4 separate regions of the Mus musculus genome follow, and regions 2, 3 and 4 are each linked to region 1. The links are chromatin contacts, called in public HiCAR-type, HiChIP or PLAC-seq and promoter capture Hi-C maps. All regions are on one chromosome and are shown on one strand. The core of a region is the stretch at or near the end of the contact, and the rest is flanking DNA. Distances in the headings are between cores, read along the strand shown. Region 1 holds the start of Tmem229a (transmembrane protein 229A). Region 2 holds the start of Pot1a (protection of telomeres 1A). Region 3 overlaps Pot1a (protection of telomeres 1A). Region 4 holds the start of Gpr37 (G protein-coupled receptor 37).

What was found. Promoter capture Hi-C pulls out the DNA fragments that hold promoters and counts their contacts. HiCAR-type assays count read pairs that join an accessible place to other places. HiChIP or PLAC-seq counts read pairs in DNA pulled down with a chosen protein or histone mark.
Region 2: a HiCAR-type map of astrocytes shows a contact between it and region 1, with 3 times the contacts expected there. The contact joins the promoter of Pot1a here to the promoter of Tmem229a in region 1. A contact is called at or near these places in 8 of 39 promoter capture datasets (cranial neural crest, embryonic stem cells, frontonasal cranial neural crest and 4 more) and 7 of 115 datasets of contacts at active chromatin or transcription factors (astrocytes, embryonic forebrain, embryonic hindbrain and 2 more).
Region 3: a contact with region 1 is called in an H3K4me3 HiChIP or PLAC-seq map of embryonic midbrain, with 7 times the contacts expected there. The contact joins the enhancer-like site here to the promoter of Tmem229a in region 1. A contact is called at or near these places in 3 of 39 promoter capture datasets (cranial neural crest, frontonasal cranial neural crest and hippocampal neurons) and 7 of 115 datasets of contacts at active chromatin or transcription factors (astrocytes, embryonic forebrain, embryonic midbrain and 3 more).
Region 4: a contact with region 1 is called in a promoter capture Hi-C map of neural stem cells. The contact joins the promoter of Gpr37 here to the promoter of Tmem229a in region 1. A contact is called at or near these places in 8 of 39 promoter capture datasets (cranial neural crest, embryonic stem cells, frontonasal cranial neural crest and 3 more), 3 of 484 Hi-C or Micro-C datasets (brain, cortical neurons and embryonic stem cells) and 12 of 115 datasets of contacts at active chromatin or transcription factors (VIP interneurons, astrocytes, embryonic forebrain and 7 more).

The regions. Positions count from the first base shown.
Region 1 is chr6:24,954,395-24,957,697 of GRCm38.p6, forward strand. It overlaps Tmem229a (transmembrane protein 229A), which reads right to left and starts at 1,731. Exons shown (of 1, transcript NM_177013.3): 1 at 1-1,731. The coding sequence starts at 1,359. The coding sequence ends at 244.
Region 2 is chr6:25,807,701-25,811,003 of GRCm38.p6, forward strand. It overlaps Pot1a (protection of telomeres 1A), which reads right to left and starts at 1,518. Exons shown (of 18, transcript NM_133931.5): 1 at 1,475-1,518.
Region 3 is chr6:25,765,763-25,769,065 of GRCm38.p6, forward strand. All of the region lies in intron 8 of Pot1a (protection of telomeres 1A), which reads right to left. Among named protein-coding and RNA genes, the nearest start is that of Pot1a, 42 kb to the right of the region's middle. Within about 2 kb of position 1,494, at least 17 of the 459 cell types and tissues checked have an H3K27ac peak or open chromatin away from gene starts, as enhancers often do. A contact at or near this core is called in hippocampal neurons, where this site is marked.
Region 4 is chr6:25,688,307-25,691,609 of GRCm38.p6, forward strand. It overlaps Gpr37 (G protein-coupled receptor 37), which reads right to left and starts at 1,674. Exons shown (of 2, transcript NM_010338.2): 1 at 1-1,674. The coding sequence starts at 790.

The DNA of each region.
Region 1 (3,303 bases), core at 481-2,980:
AAGTTTAAATTGTTGATGAGTTAAATATTCTGAGTTATTTTTGAGTAACATTTCAAAGTACTGAACTTTACATAGAGATTCCAAGCAGTGCAGACAACTAAAATGTCAAGCACATATTGGCAGAGTTTGGTAAAGTGTATAAAACTTAAAAGACAGAAAGCAAAACCACCTTGTTTAAAATGTGTAAAAATAAATTGCATCGCTTTTCAGATTCCAATACTTCCTTTTTTGTCCCCTCTAATCTTAGTTCGTTGGGACATACTGCACCCGCCACAACACGTTGGACAGGAGGTCCTGGTACACACTAAGAAATAGCCAGCCAGGTAAATACATCAAGGTGATGAGGCCCATGAAATTAAGAGGATAGTGAGAATAGTCCCAGGAACAGGCCCCGCACATTCGAAGTCCCAGACCCCAGGAAAACTCCCACGCATAGATGAAGATCACATAGATGGGCACCCGCTTCCACGTGCCCCAGCCACGGCTGTAGTGAAGGTGGAAGTAGAGTTTTTCCACCACGAAACTACAACTTCCGTACATGAAGAAAGACCAGAGGGATGTGTGGCCACTGCTGGCCCTGTCCCCCTGCCCCAGCACATTGAAGAAGAAGGTGAAGAAGATCTCATCCAGAAAGCCATGCATTCCGAAGAAAAGGAAGCGGAGGAGGTCGGGCAGTCCCTGGGTAGGAGATCGTTCTGTGCCCCTTGCGCCACCCGGTCCTCGTCGCTGGCCACCAGCCTCCCAAAGGATCTGGGCGTCCCGGGCTGCGGGTAGCGTGTCCCTGGTGTGCTGGTCGCGCCGCCGCGGGTACCGCAAACACAAGAAGCGCTTCAGGAACACTTGGCCGTGGTAGAGCGCGAGCACGTACTGCAGCGCCAGGTCGAGCGCCCCCAGCGCCGGCGCTGCCGCGCCCCCCGGCCCGCCGCCTAGGCTGAGCCGTAGCGCCTGGCCAGCCAGGGTCTGCAGCCCGACGTGCGCAGAGGGGTAAAGCAGGAAATTGAAGAGGAAGGCGCTGGGGCAGCGCGGCCGCTGCAGGTAGAGCTGCTCCAGGGCGAAGTGGGTGAGCGAGTGCAGGAGGCAGCGGTAGGGTGAAGAGAAACCCAGCATCCGCAGATCCAGGCTGCGGGCGAAGCGCCTGGCAGAGGATACCAGCACGTCCAGGGTGATGCCGTGCATCCCGTAGAAGTAGAGGCGCATCCAGGCGGGCAGCGCGCCGCGCTCGGCCGGAGCTTCAGCAGCGGACAGCGGCTCAGGGCAGCTGGCGGCCGCCTGGCTACGCAGTCCGCCGGTGGCCCCGGGTCTCCGGGTCGCGCCGTCCCTCGGTGATGGCCCCTCACTCGCCACATCGCTGCCCGCCATTGGCTACCCGGGCACCCGGGGCCCAGCCGCCTAGCCTCGAACCGATTCCCCGCCCCGGGGGACGAGGAGGGGCGCACGTAGCTTCGATCGGATCGGGGTCTCCCAGCGCTCGGGAGACTCGCAGGTCGCCCGGGACGCGAGGAGTCCTCGTGCCTTGGTCCTGGCCCGCCCTCTTCTCCAGTCCAGGGTGAGATGTTGCTCACCCGCGCTCGGGAATCACCCTGCGCGGCCTAAGGAGTGGCGCGGCCGGGCAAGGGGAGGCGATGCCGGGGCTGTGGGGAAGAGAGCCGAGGCTGGTGGCAGCTCCATCCCCTCCGCGGCTCAGCCCCGCCGCCTCTGCTGCAGGCTCAGGGAGCGTTACGCGAGCGGAGATCGCCCTTCCCCCGGCCCTTCCCATACCCCTCTCCGCCCGGCTCGACCTCTCCCGCCTTCCCGGGCCCCCGCCCCGCCCAGCCTCCCGCGCCGGGTCTCACAGGGGTCTGCCCCGAAAGGCGAAGAGCGCCGCCCGGGTCCCCTTTGGCCATCTCTGCAGCCCTGGGCAAGTGCTGCAGGGGGTTCCCGCTGGGTTGGTGGCAGGAGGGGAGAAGCCCCTAACAGGTGTGAAGGCTAACTGTGGGGCATTCCCGGTATCGTGGAAACCAGGGCCAGGCCTTGGCTGGCGGAGACAAATGGCCTGGTGCCACTAGCCGGAGGCCGGGCCCGGGCCCAAACTGTGGTGCTGTATATTTAATGTCCTTATGCAAAGCCAGCTGTGTCCCAGTCACAGCGTGTTAACCGGAGACTCCAAGCCTGCCTTCCTGCTCAGAGCAGCCTGCATCTGAATGCCGACCCCCTCCCCCCCCTTCCCCGCCCGGAACCCCCCTGACTGATCCTCCTTTTCAGTCTTTGCCTAGGCTAGTTTACTCAGGGCCAAGCCCAGCAGTATTTAAAAAAACAAAAAACAAAAAAACAAAAAGACTTGAGGCCAGTGTAGCTGTAGCTGAGTTGTGTCCTGGCTACAGTGGGATGGTGGGGGTAGAGGTGTCCCCTACCAAAGACAGCATGCTTGCTAAAACTGGTGCAGACTAGTGCTGTGTGTGTGTGTGTGTGTGTGTTGTGGTGTGTGTGTGGGGTGTGTGTGTGTGTGTGTGTGTGTGTGTGTGTGTGGTGTGTGTGTGTGGTGTGTGTGTGTGTGCGCGCGTGGTGTGTGTGTGTGGGTGGGGTGTGTGTGTGTGTGTGTGTGTGTGTGTGTGTGTGTGTGGTGTGTGTGTGTGTGTGTGTGTGTGTGGGGTGTGTGTGTGTGTGTGTGTGTGTGTGTGTGTGTGTGTGGTGTGTGTGTGTGTGTGTGTGTGTGTGTGTGTGCGCGCGTGTGGTGTGTGTGTGTGTGTGTGTGTGTGTGTGTGTGTGTGTGTTCTTGCAGAACTAGGTCATTTCAAATACGGAGTGTAAAGGAAAGCCGAGCTTTTTTTCTTTTCCTGTCTTTTTCTTTTTCTCCCCCATCCCCTGCTCTTTCAGGCCTTGGCCTCATTCACTCCTTAGTCCCCCTCCTGGCTTCCTGTCCCTTTTCTCTCCTCCTTCTTCCCTCTCTGTCCTCTGTCAGGTAGAGGGGATGGAGGGATATTAGAAATAAGTTATACTTTTATGCCCCTCTCCTGTTCATGTATAAGAAGAAACTAGGTAATAATTTTACTCTGTCCAGAAGTTCAAATCTTCCTTGGATAAAAAGCTTTATGAAGACATATGTTCTTTGGGAGGACATACTCTGGTAGATCTCCCATATTGAAGCAACCGCGTTCCTGTCTATTTTCTTACTCATTTTACCCATTTAAACTACTGTCTATGGTAGCCATGTTGCCTATGAGTTAGCTAAGAGAGTAAGATGAGAACACATATTGTTTTGTCTGAAGTCAGAGCTTTTTTCCCAGCTTTGCTAGCAACTTATTTCTTCTGCTGACTTCCAGGTTG
Region 2 (3,303 bases), core at 268-2,767, 850 kb after region 1:
CCAAACCTGAACTCTGGGCACAAGACTGTGTCTCCTCTCCTCTTGCCCAGCATAGTTGAGAATTTAAAACAGTTAAGTTTCCTGAACTCACTGACCCTCTATTCTAATTGTTCTGCATTTTATCTCATCATGTCTGAAACAGGCTGTCTAAATTCAAATACCATCTCTGCCATCTATTAGCTATCTGATCTCAGGAAAATTACTTAACCTTTCTGAAATACAGCACCTTTGTCTATATAGGTAAGCTATAAAGCATCAATGTCACAAGTCTTTGTGATAATTAAACAAACTAACATACACACAACACCAAAATGCCATACAACAGAAAAAAAATACTAAATTGTACTGTTCACTTAGCATTAAATGACTATTTTTTCCTAACCTTTCTATCACTAATTCAAATCTTTATCAACTCTTACATTCATTGCTGTCCTTACCTAATTGGATTTTCTCCCTTTAAGCTTTCTATATCCTATATATTCTTTGTACAGGAGGCAGAGGAGGTTCCTCTATATGTCTTTCTCCTGCTAACATCTAGTATGAAATTAACAGTTTTACAACAGCATCCAAATTCTTCAGCATACACGACTGTCAAAAAGGTTAAATACACTGTGTCACACTGAAAGTCTCAGTTTTAATTTCTTAATCTAACATATGAAACCAAAAAGCTATCTCATGTTCACATATCATACTGCTACACATTACTAATTGGAATTAATAATGGTCAGATATATTTATCTTGGACCTTAGAAACGTTTTCCATTGTATCATAAAATAATATGCTCGTTATGTGACTGCTGGAAAACTGTAAACTGATATATTCAGTCTCAGTTGTAACTGTAAAAATAAAAACCAATCTCTTACAAAGATACGAAATATAAAGTATGGGTATTCCTTCTCGGAGGAAAATGTTTTCTGAGTTAACAACCTTCTTAGCTGGATTTCCACTTAGCTTTTGTATTTAAAAAACTTCTAAGATTTTAGATGTTACAATTTCACCAACTTCACCTTGGTATCTTAAAATGTTGGACGTGGGGGCGGGAGATAAGCACGGGTTTTATTCTTTAACCCCTTTGTCAATGAAAATATTGTGTACGCACACTGTACCAAAAAGCTTCCTGATTTCAAAACTGGCATTGGTTGCCTCCTCCCTCAAACTCGTAAATATCCTAAGAGAAACTTGCAATTGATGTTAATCTGTGAACTCTAGGTTGAAACTTCTCAAACTCCTTGCCTGGGCTACTCAATAGCATCGCTGCTTAACGAATAGAGACCAACCGTCCCCAAAACACTCAGCAGCATGAGGGAGGACTTGGATCTGTTCACGTCTCTTCCCGATAGGGATCGGTCAACACTAACAGTACGTGTAACAGCATTTCTGCAAATCTGCACCAAATTTTGCAGTGAAGAGTCCTCGTTATATTTACCCAGGGTCGGCCCGCAGCGAAACCCAAACCTCCCCAAATTCACTCACCAGCAAAACCCGCGGACAACTAAAGTCTGGACCTAGGCGCCTGTGACGTCATGCACGCGCGCGGGCGCGAGCAGCTTAGTTCACGCATGCGTACTCCGCTAGAATTGCAGTGTGGCTGGCCGGGAACTCCCGGGTAAACAAGAAGAGGAAGAAGAGGGCGGAGCCACAGCAAGCTGTGTCTCAGCCACCAAGGCTGCTTGCCCCTCCGCTCCTTGGCTCACGCGGATTTCCGGTTGCCCAAAGGAGACAATCCCCAGCCTGCAGGGCGAGCCGGACCAGTTTAGGATCAGCCATTAAAGGCTAGCCACACAATCCAAAATAAGAGTCTTAAATCCTGTAGCAAGTGAGAACTCTATTCTAAACCAGGCTGGTTCCAGATTCCATTCTGTCGACTGGAAGCCCCTGACGCTAAAGCTTTTATTCTAAGTTAAACATTCAAATACGACTTTTCCAAGGCTATAAATACATGATGGTGATGATGTTATTTGTTTTATAGCACTTTGGTGACATCTGGGGTATTTTCAGGTAAACTGAAGAACCTTGCCATTATTTTCTAAAGCTTTCTTCTCTTTCCCCACTCCCCGTGTTCATAAAATATAAGTGAACCAGGAATAACAACTAAAGTGGAATTCAAGGACTGCCCATTAGAGGAGTATAATAAGGCCCAGATCCATACTGTTAGTCACTTCACACAGTTGTGAAATACTATTTATCCGCTAAGTTTAGCCACTGTATGGATTTTGGATCCTGTGCACTTTGGTTGAGAGCAGGGAACCGGAAGATTCTTCTAACTCCAGCTGAGGTCCTGGAGGCAGCAACTTTGGCAATAAGCAAGCAGGGAATCAGAGAAATTAACAAGAACCATCAACCAAACTGGTGACATACTGGTCAAGAGAACCGTTATTGCTGGTGATAGCTTCATTATAATAACGGGTTAACATTCTTCGGGAGTGGGAGGAACAAACATAAGCATACTTTGAAGCTTATTTCAAGTGGCTTGTGAACAAAGTCCCCCTTTCCCAGGAAGAACAACCCTTTTTCTGAGTGAAATGCACAATTGTTGTTTTACGAATTCCCGGTCTGTTAAATAAGCTGCTGTACTTGTGTTTTTCACAAAGCGTTGCTTTCGCTTCAGAATTAATCCCCCATCTGATCTGTGTCTGACTTCAGACAAAGCCTATACCCAGTTGGTGCCACATTCACTTCCACCACAGTCAAATCCCGTCTATCCTCCTAGTGCATGGTCATGTTCTCCTCATTACTTTCTCTCAGTATTTAAACACATTCTTCTACATTTGAAGTTTACTAGGAGCAGGGATAACGGTTCTATTTTACAGCCAAGACTGTATATAATGGCTGCTAGCTTTAGGAGCTAAATATTCATTGGATGAACAATACTCCAGGGAAAAACATGTTTCTTTTCTTACCTTTAACATCAGCCTTTCCATCCTTCCCAAACCCCCAGCTGATTACATGGAAATGTTCCTTAACTAAAACAGGAATACTCTGTGTTGCTAAGCCAAAAGGAGATACTTAGTCTCAAGAAGTTTTTTACTAAGTCCAAAAGCACTGTGGTTTTATTGTCAAAATTTGTAAACTCATCTTATTAGCCAAGGATTTTCCCAAGTTGTGTGAGTTTTCGTTCTTTATTTAAATTATTTTTTACAATAAAAAATACAATTACATCATTTAGCTTCTTTTTTTTTCAATCCAACTACACCCACTTATGGCCACTCCTCACTCTTCAATTTCATGTTTTTTTTTTCCTTAAGTACATACATTCCTTAAGTACATACATACATACATACACACACACACACACACACACA
Region 3 (3,303 bases), core at 244-2,743, 810 kb after region 1:
CCACATGCCTTTACCTGCTTCTTCTACATCAGACGTGGAAAAGGCAAATCAGAGGTTTGGGGAAAATTTGTAAAAACTCAAGAGAAATATGTACTTTTCTGTGGACTCTAAAGTGAGATACTAGAATAATAGATATTAAAATGGCTACTTTGCAAGTGTTTTAGAATGTTTATCACATCTGTCTTTTTATTTATTTATTAGTACAGCATTATTATAGCACAGATGTTGATAACCTTCAAAGGACTAGAATAAAAGCTGAGACACAGGGAAATGATCTACATTTGCTAAGCTATCTGAAACACAATTTCATTGATATTAAAATTTAAACTTAAAGGAGTTTCAGCCGGATACTTCGGGGTCTTCCATGACATCCGACATCTACATATTCCAAAAATGTGTATGGAAGATAAAAGCCACGATCATTCCGAAGAGCAGGACGTGGGGCAAGGCGGAAGTAGAATGAACACTCTAAGGAGGACACTGAGCACAGCTACTTGCTAGAGAAAGACAGGGAACCTGAACTACAGAGACTGAGCTCAGCAGGGGCTTAAGAAGGTCACACGTGCAGCTCTATGGGGAACGACTGTGGCAAACTCTTCAGGAGAGAATGGGAATGGGCAGTGTGCTACTTATTCCGTCTTCCTCACTACACTGCAGCGGCATTCAACATGTACAGACTGCGCCTACTTCTCTAAACAGATCCCAAGAGTCAGCACGACAAACTGTTATTATTACAAACGCCTTCTGGAGGCAGCACTGGATCGTTCTATAGCTTGACTAAAGATTATGAAATGTGTCGGATGATCTATTATGTTAAAAAATTGTTTAATCTTGTTACAACATTTTCCCCGAATTTACAAGCTAAAGAATTACAATAAAAAACATAAAGGTGTAGCCTACTCTGGAACAAAGGTTTATTTAATAAGTAGATAAGCACCTACAATATATAACTAGAAAGAAATCACAATGCCAGTATAAAAGAGTATCCTCCAATTTTTGCTGAAAAAGTAGGTACAGTGCAATGGTTTTATTTTCTCCTATAGCTAACTATAATTAATAGGCCACTAAATGACAAAGTGTGATATGACTACATATGTTTTATGCTGTTGTAAGAATTGTAGCATGGTAAGAGCGCACTGTTTATGGAGGTCGATATCATGCTTCCTAACAAAGTCATTATTAAAAGCACTTTTCCTGCTCCGATACAAGTTATGAAATTATCCCATGCATGCTGCTGTGAACATCTGTCTTGAGATGCCGACAATAAGGTATCCACATCAATGACACATGACTGAAGACTTCTGATTGACTTGTGAGAAAATGAATAAAACTTGTCCCAAGGAAGATTACATAGTTATATCACACCCAGAGAAGCCTTTGCATCCTGATACAGCCCTGCAAAGGCTACAGTGCGATGATGTCCGTGAGAGAAAAGACGAGCCATCAATTTCCTTACTTATGCATGCTCACATCACCCTCTAGTGGACCATGCAGAGGATACATGCAGAGGATACGACATCATGACTAAAAACCCATTTACAATACTGTTGGACTGCTTAACCAGCAGATGGTCTTTAATCCTCCCTGCCCTCCCCGGAGAGCCTTTGCAATGAGCCAGTTGAGATTTAAGGAAGAGAAGCAAGCGGGGCAGGCAGAGGAACATGTGGAGCTAAGGCAGGAGCACAGGGAAAGCGAAGTGATTTCAAATGATCCAAAGATCAAAGCAGACAATGGCGCTGAGTAAAAGTGCACACCCTCTCTCCTCACTAAAGAACCAACCCTTCCTGCGTATCATGAAAACTTTCAAATTGAGACCGATGGTTATCACTGTTTCCAAAGAGAGTCAATCTGTGTAGACAGAATCTTCAGAGAAAAATTCAAAAGTCTATCTTCAAAAGTATTTTTCCCAAGTCCAGGGGTGCCTGCACGCACATACTCGTGTCTAAAAGATAAGACGACACAGTCACAAGCCCTGGCCCTGCCCTTCACGCTGTTTACTGATCTGAGTGAGCTAAAGACACTCTGTAACGCAGTATGAGAGTGCCAGGGTTTTCTGCTCTAGCACATTTGTTTAACAAAAGGCAACAGCAGCACTGGGCTGCACGCATACGGTTTTATTTCTGTGTTTTCTCCTTGTTTTATGGATAGATTGAAATGATCTACAGCTAAGATCATTTCCTTTCAATGTTTACTAACCCTGGAAAAAGACACTGCGGCTTGATCTTGTGAATGCCTTACTTTGTCACATAAAATGGAATGAAGCCAGCAGCTCTTCTCTCTTGAGACAATATCCAAGCCACTCTGCATATTGTCATTCACGATAGTGTTATCTACTACAGGAGAATTTAAAAATATATAGGTAAAAATTAACAAAAAGTATTCTCTACCATTTATGAATATAAATTTTTACGAAAAAGTGCCAAATTTCTATGGACAGTAAGAAAGGTCTATACAATATACGAAACATTCAAATTAACTGTGTATGCTAGAGGTGGTATAATACTTAAGACATAGTCCATGTCTACACTCTATCAAAACAATTCAGAACGTTTTAAGAAATGAAGTTAGAGAGCTGGAACTGGAGTTAGAACCTTAGTCATGTGCCTATCACAGAGCTTCTTGACTTCACTGGGACAGACCTGTGAGGTCAATGTCCAATGTCTGCTGGACACAGGGACCTGTGATGACTGGGACCGCAGTGTGTACTTCCCCACAACCATGCAGGAATAGAGACTTCTTCCTGGCTGTCTGGAACCTGGCAGGACCCAGAGCAGATGCTGCAGACTCTGCTTTCAGATAATCAGACTTTGCTCCGGCAGCTATCAATAACTCAAAATCTATTTTTGGAAAAACAGATGAGCAAAAAAGAATTCAAGGAGCTTCTAAACAAAATATGTGGCCTGAAGATATTTCCTTTATTGAATGTGAAATTTTGTTTCCTAAAATAACTTGAAAACTTTAACAATACAAAATATTTTGCTTCATACAAATTAAGGAATGATGAAAATTCACATATTCCCATTGCTTCTAGTCCTCTAAGCAAATTACAAGTGGACATTACAAATGAAAAAATAGTATTAGCAGATTTACATATACATGTTGTCCAGATGCTACCCACTTAAATAAAATAATTTGTCATTATTATTATGTTGGAGATGCATACTGCTTTAGAGATGGCTTTCTAATGGTTAAAACCTGAAGCTCAGGCACCATTTCAAAACCAGGGTATGAAGACATAAGTGCCAGAGACACAGGAAGGTTGCTATGAGATTGTGTTTCCTAGCAATATTGGTGAAGAATGTG
Region 4 (3,303 bases), core at 424-2,923, 730 kb after region 1:
TAATGCCGGTCCCAAAGATCACCACAGATAAGCACATGACCGCATAGGCTCCGTAGGATTCTTGGGTCAATGGGTAGAAGGGGTTCTTCAATCTCACGCGCCGCGTGGTGTTTCCACGGCGTGGACCCCCTTGGTCAGGAACCCAGTCATCTGCAGACCCGTTTTGCGGTAGTGCCCTGCCTGGAGGAGCAAGGGTCCTTCCTTCGTGTACTGCTGAAGGCCTGTGTTGGGAATCCTGGAGTTGTCCAGTTCTTCGTGGCCAGTAAAAAAGATCTCTGGGTTCCGTTTTCACACTGTGCTCCTGCCTGCTCTGGGGAATCCCATCGCGCTTGGAACTCATCTCTCCCCCCTCCGATGTCGGAAAGAAGAGTTGGGGATCCGTGGGGTCCCTTCTCCTCAAATGCCCGGATGGTTCTTTACCCTGGGCACTTTTCCATCTCCAGGCACTTGGTGGCTTGGTTGGAGGTCCCAAGGGCCCAGCAGCCGCCGCTTCTTCAATCACACCTGTGTCACCGCCCCTGGGTGGTGGGAGGTCCCAAGAGGTCGCCCCTCTCACCTCTGCTTCCAGTTTCTCTCTGGGCACATGGACTCGCAGAGCGTCTTTTGCCGAATTCCCAGGTCCACGGGCATCCCTGCTGCGGCGTTGGATCAGTGGGGAACAGCTCTCCCCCAGACAAGTTCCATTCCTGGGCTCAGGGACAAAGCTCAGGGCAGCAGAGACAGAAACCTTAAACAGCAGAAGGAGCAGCAGCCGCGATGTGCGCGAGAGAGGCGCGCCCCGGGCTGGCATGGCTCGGCGAGGGCGCACCTACTAGCCTGGCTCTAGCTTAGCACCGACACCTGCTGCCAAACTTGGTGCAGAGAGTTAGGCACATGTCACATACTCACCGCTGGGTAGAGGATGGGAGCAGAAGATTGCTGGGAGGGAACAGGGCGCTTGGGGAAGGACGGTGTCATCAACACATCCCTACAATCCTTCCACGTTTCATGTTCTGAGCATTTCCCAGCCAAATCTAATCCAAGCTCGGTGCACCCGAAGGTTCCCAGGGAAATAACAGATCCAAGAGGCTGACCTTGAAAAGTTGCGAACACCACCTGATTGTTCCCTAATGTTGCGACTGGGCGCAGCCTGGAGGAAGCCCCGCGCTCCTCCCAGCCTTTGGGTGGTGGCTGTCTTCTTGGTAACAGTTGCTCTGCTATTTACATCCTTTCCATACTGCTTTATCCAGTCGCTAGTAGAGGTCTCTAGAGAAAAAGAAAAACAAGTCCGCTCCACTAGGGGACTGGCTGTCACAATCCCACTCTCGGCTGGCGGGGGGGTGGGGGGTGGGGACCCTTGCAAACAAGGCACCACCGGAGCACAGAGGAAACTCTTGCTTCGTTTAACTCCGACGACTTTCAAAGGGACTGTTGCCAAGGAGAAGCCAGATTCGAAACCCGCGGCCACTGTCAAAGTTGCTGCTCCTTCAGTTCAAAGTTGACAAGTGGATGGCGCCAGCGGCTGCGCCTAGTGCACGGGCTGAGAAGGCGTGGAGTGGAGCGAGAGGGAGGAGAGGGCGCTGCTGTTTTGTGCACAGTGCTGTGGGCTGCAGGAGCTTGTCACTGCCACCACCATCGCAACCCGGGTGGAGAGCGTGGTGCCTGGAACCGCTGCTGGCGGGCGGAGCGGTGCATGGTGGACAGGGGAGGTGGCCCGGCCTCTCCCAGCGGCTCAGCCACTGCGCGGGCTTCACTCCAGGTCGCCTCCCTCTCGTCCTCCTTCTAGCAGAGCATCTGGTTTGTGGAGAGACGGGATCCCCTGGTGGTTTTACCACACACTAAACCCACACACGTTTCATTCAAGGCGTTCGCAGTAGCTTTCAATAGGAAGCTAGGAGCGACCCGGGAACAAGGGCGGAGGCGCCGAATCTGCACGGCTAAAGGCAAGGAGGACGTGAACTCCATGGGTTATTGCCCTAGATAGTCCAACCAACCCGACCTAATCTGTCACCACTAAGGAGGGGGTTGGATCTCAGGACCCCCGGTGCAGGCGGGGATCCCTGGAGGAGAAGGTAGAAAGGGCAAGCCTCTTGAGATCTGCAACAATTGGTAGCAACTGGTGCGCATGCTCAGGCTTCAGACTCCCCAGGGAATAGTGACACATTCACAGTCTTAGATTCCCCAGAGCAGAGTCAGAAAAGAAACAGACTTCATTGGTTTCATTCACTCGGTAAGAGAGTAGATTGTAAGGTAAGAAGGATCCAGGTGTCCCGTTACCTTTAACATTGACTTTGAAAGCATCCTACCAGGAGGTGGAGTTAGAGCTGATCACAGGGAGCAGGAGGAACGCAGCAACCTTGATATGTTCAGAACTGAGAACTGAGGAGGACCGAACTCCCATCACGATGCCCATGCCTTTCCAATTTTTATATACACACAACCCCGTGTAGCAATCTTGGTATAGCTGAGAAAACAGACAAATATCGGACCAAATTTTTAAAAGGGGAAGAAATAAACATGTGAGATAGAGACAAAGGCAACAACAGAAGAATTATCTAAGGGCACAATAGAAAATACAGTAAAAATACAATTGCAGTAAAGAGCCTCAAACTATCTACGTCCTAAGCACTGTCATTTGTGAATATGTGTTTACATAGCAAAAGGAACTCTACAGTGAGACTTACTTAAATATCTGGAGATGAAAAGAGTGTCACGGGTTATAAATTTGTGCACACACAAGGGACCCAAGAAGAAAAAGGTAGAGAGAGATGAGAGGGTAGTAGACTATGAAAATCTTTATAATTTTTTTTCTTGTGTTGAGGTTCAAATGGGCAGATGCACAGACACCAGACATAACAACAAAACTGACAAGGGTCAAAAAAAACAAAAAACTATTTTGGAAAAAGTTAGACAAAAATTAAAATACGGGATTTCACCAAAGGTTAAGTGTCAAATGACATGTCACAGGGAGGTAGTGTTCAGCACCAGCTTGTTGGATGACTGAAAATGGAAACAGATAAAATTACTCTTCTTTTAAAGTAGAAAAAATGAAAAGAGAAGAAAATCCCATTTGCAACGGTATTTGTCAATACCTCAAAATACTGCAGATTTATATCCTGTGCGTTCAAAACATAAGATCAAGAATAACCCTTGTGAAGCCCTTGTGTCTTACAAGGAATCTTTGAACTTATTTCTAAGAGCAAGAGCAACCAGAATCACATGGAAATAATGTAAAGGACATCAAAGTTAGGAATAAAAATTCCCACTCTGGTGTATGTAAACAGTACAAACTAGTTGTATGTATGTCATGTCAACCAGACAGAT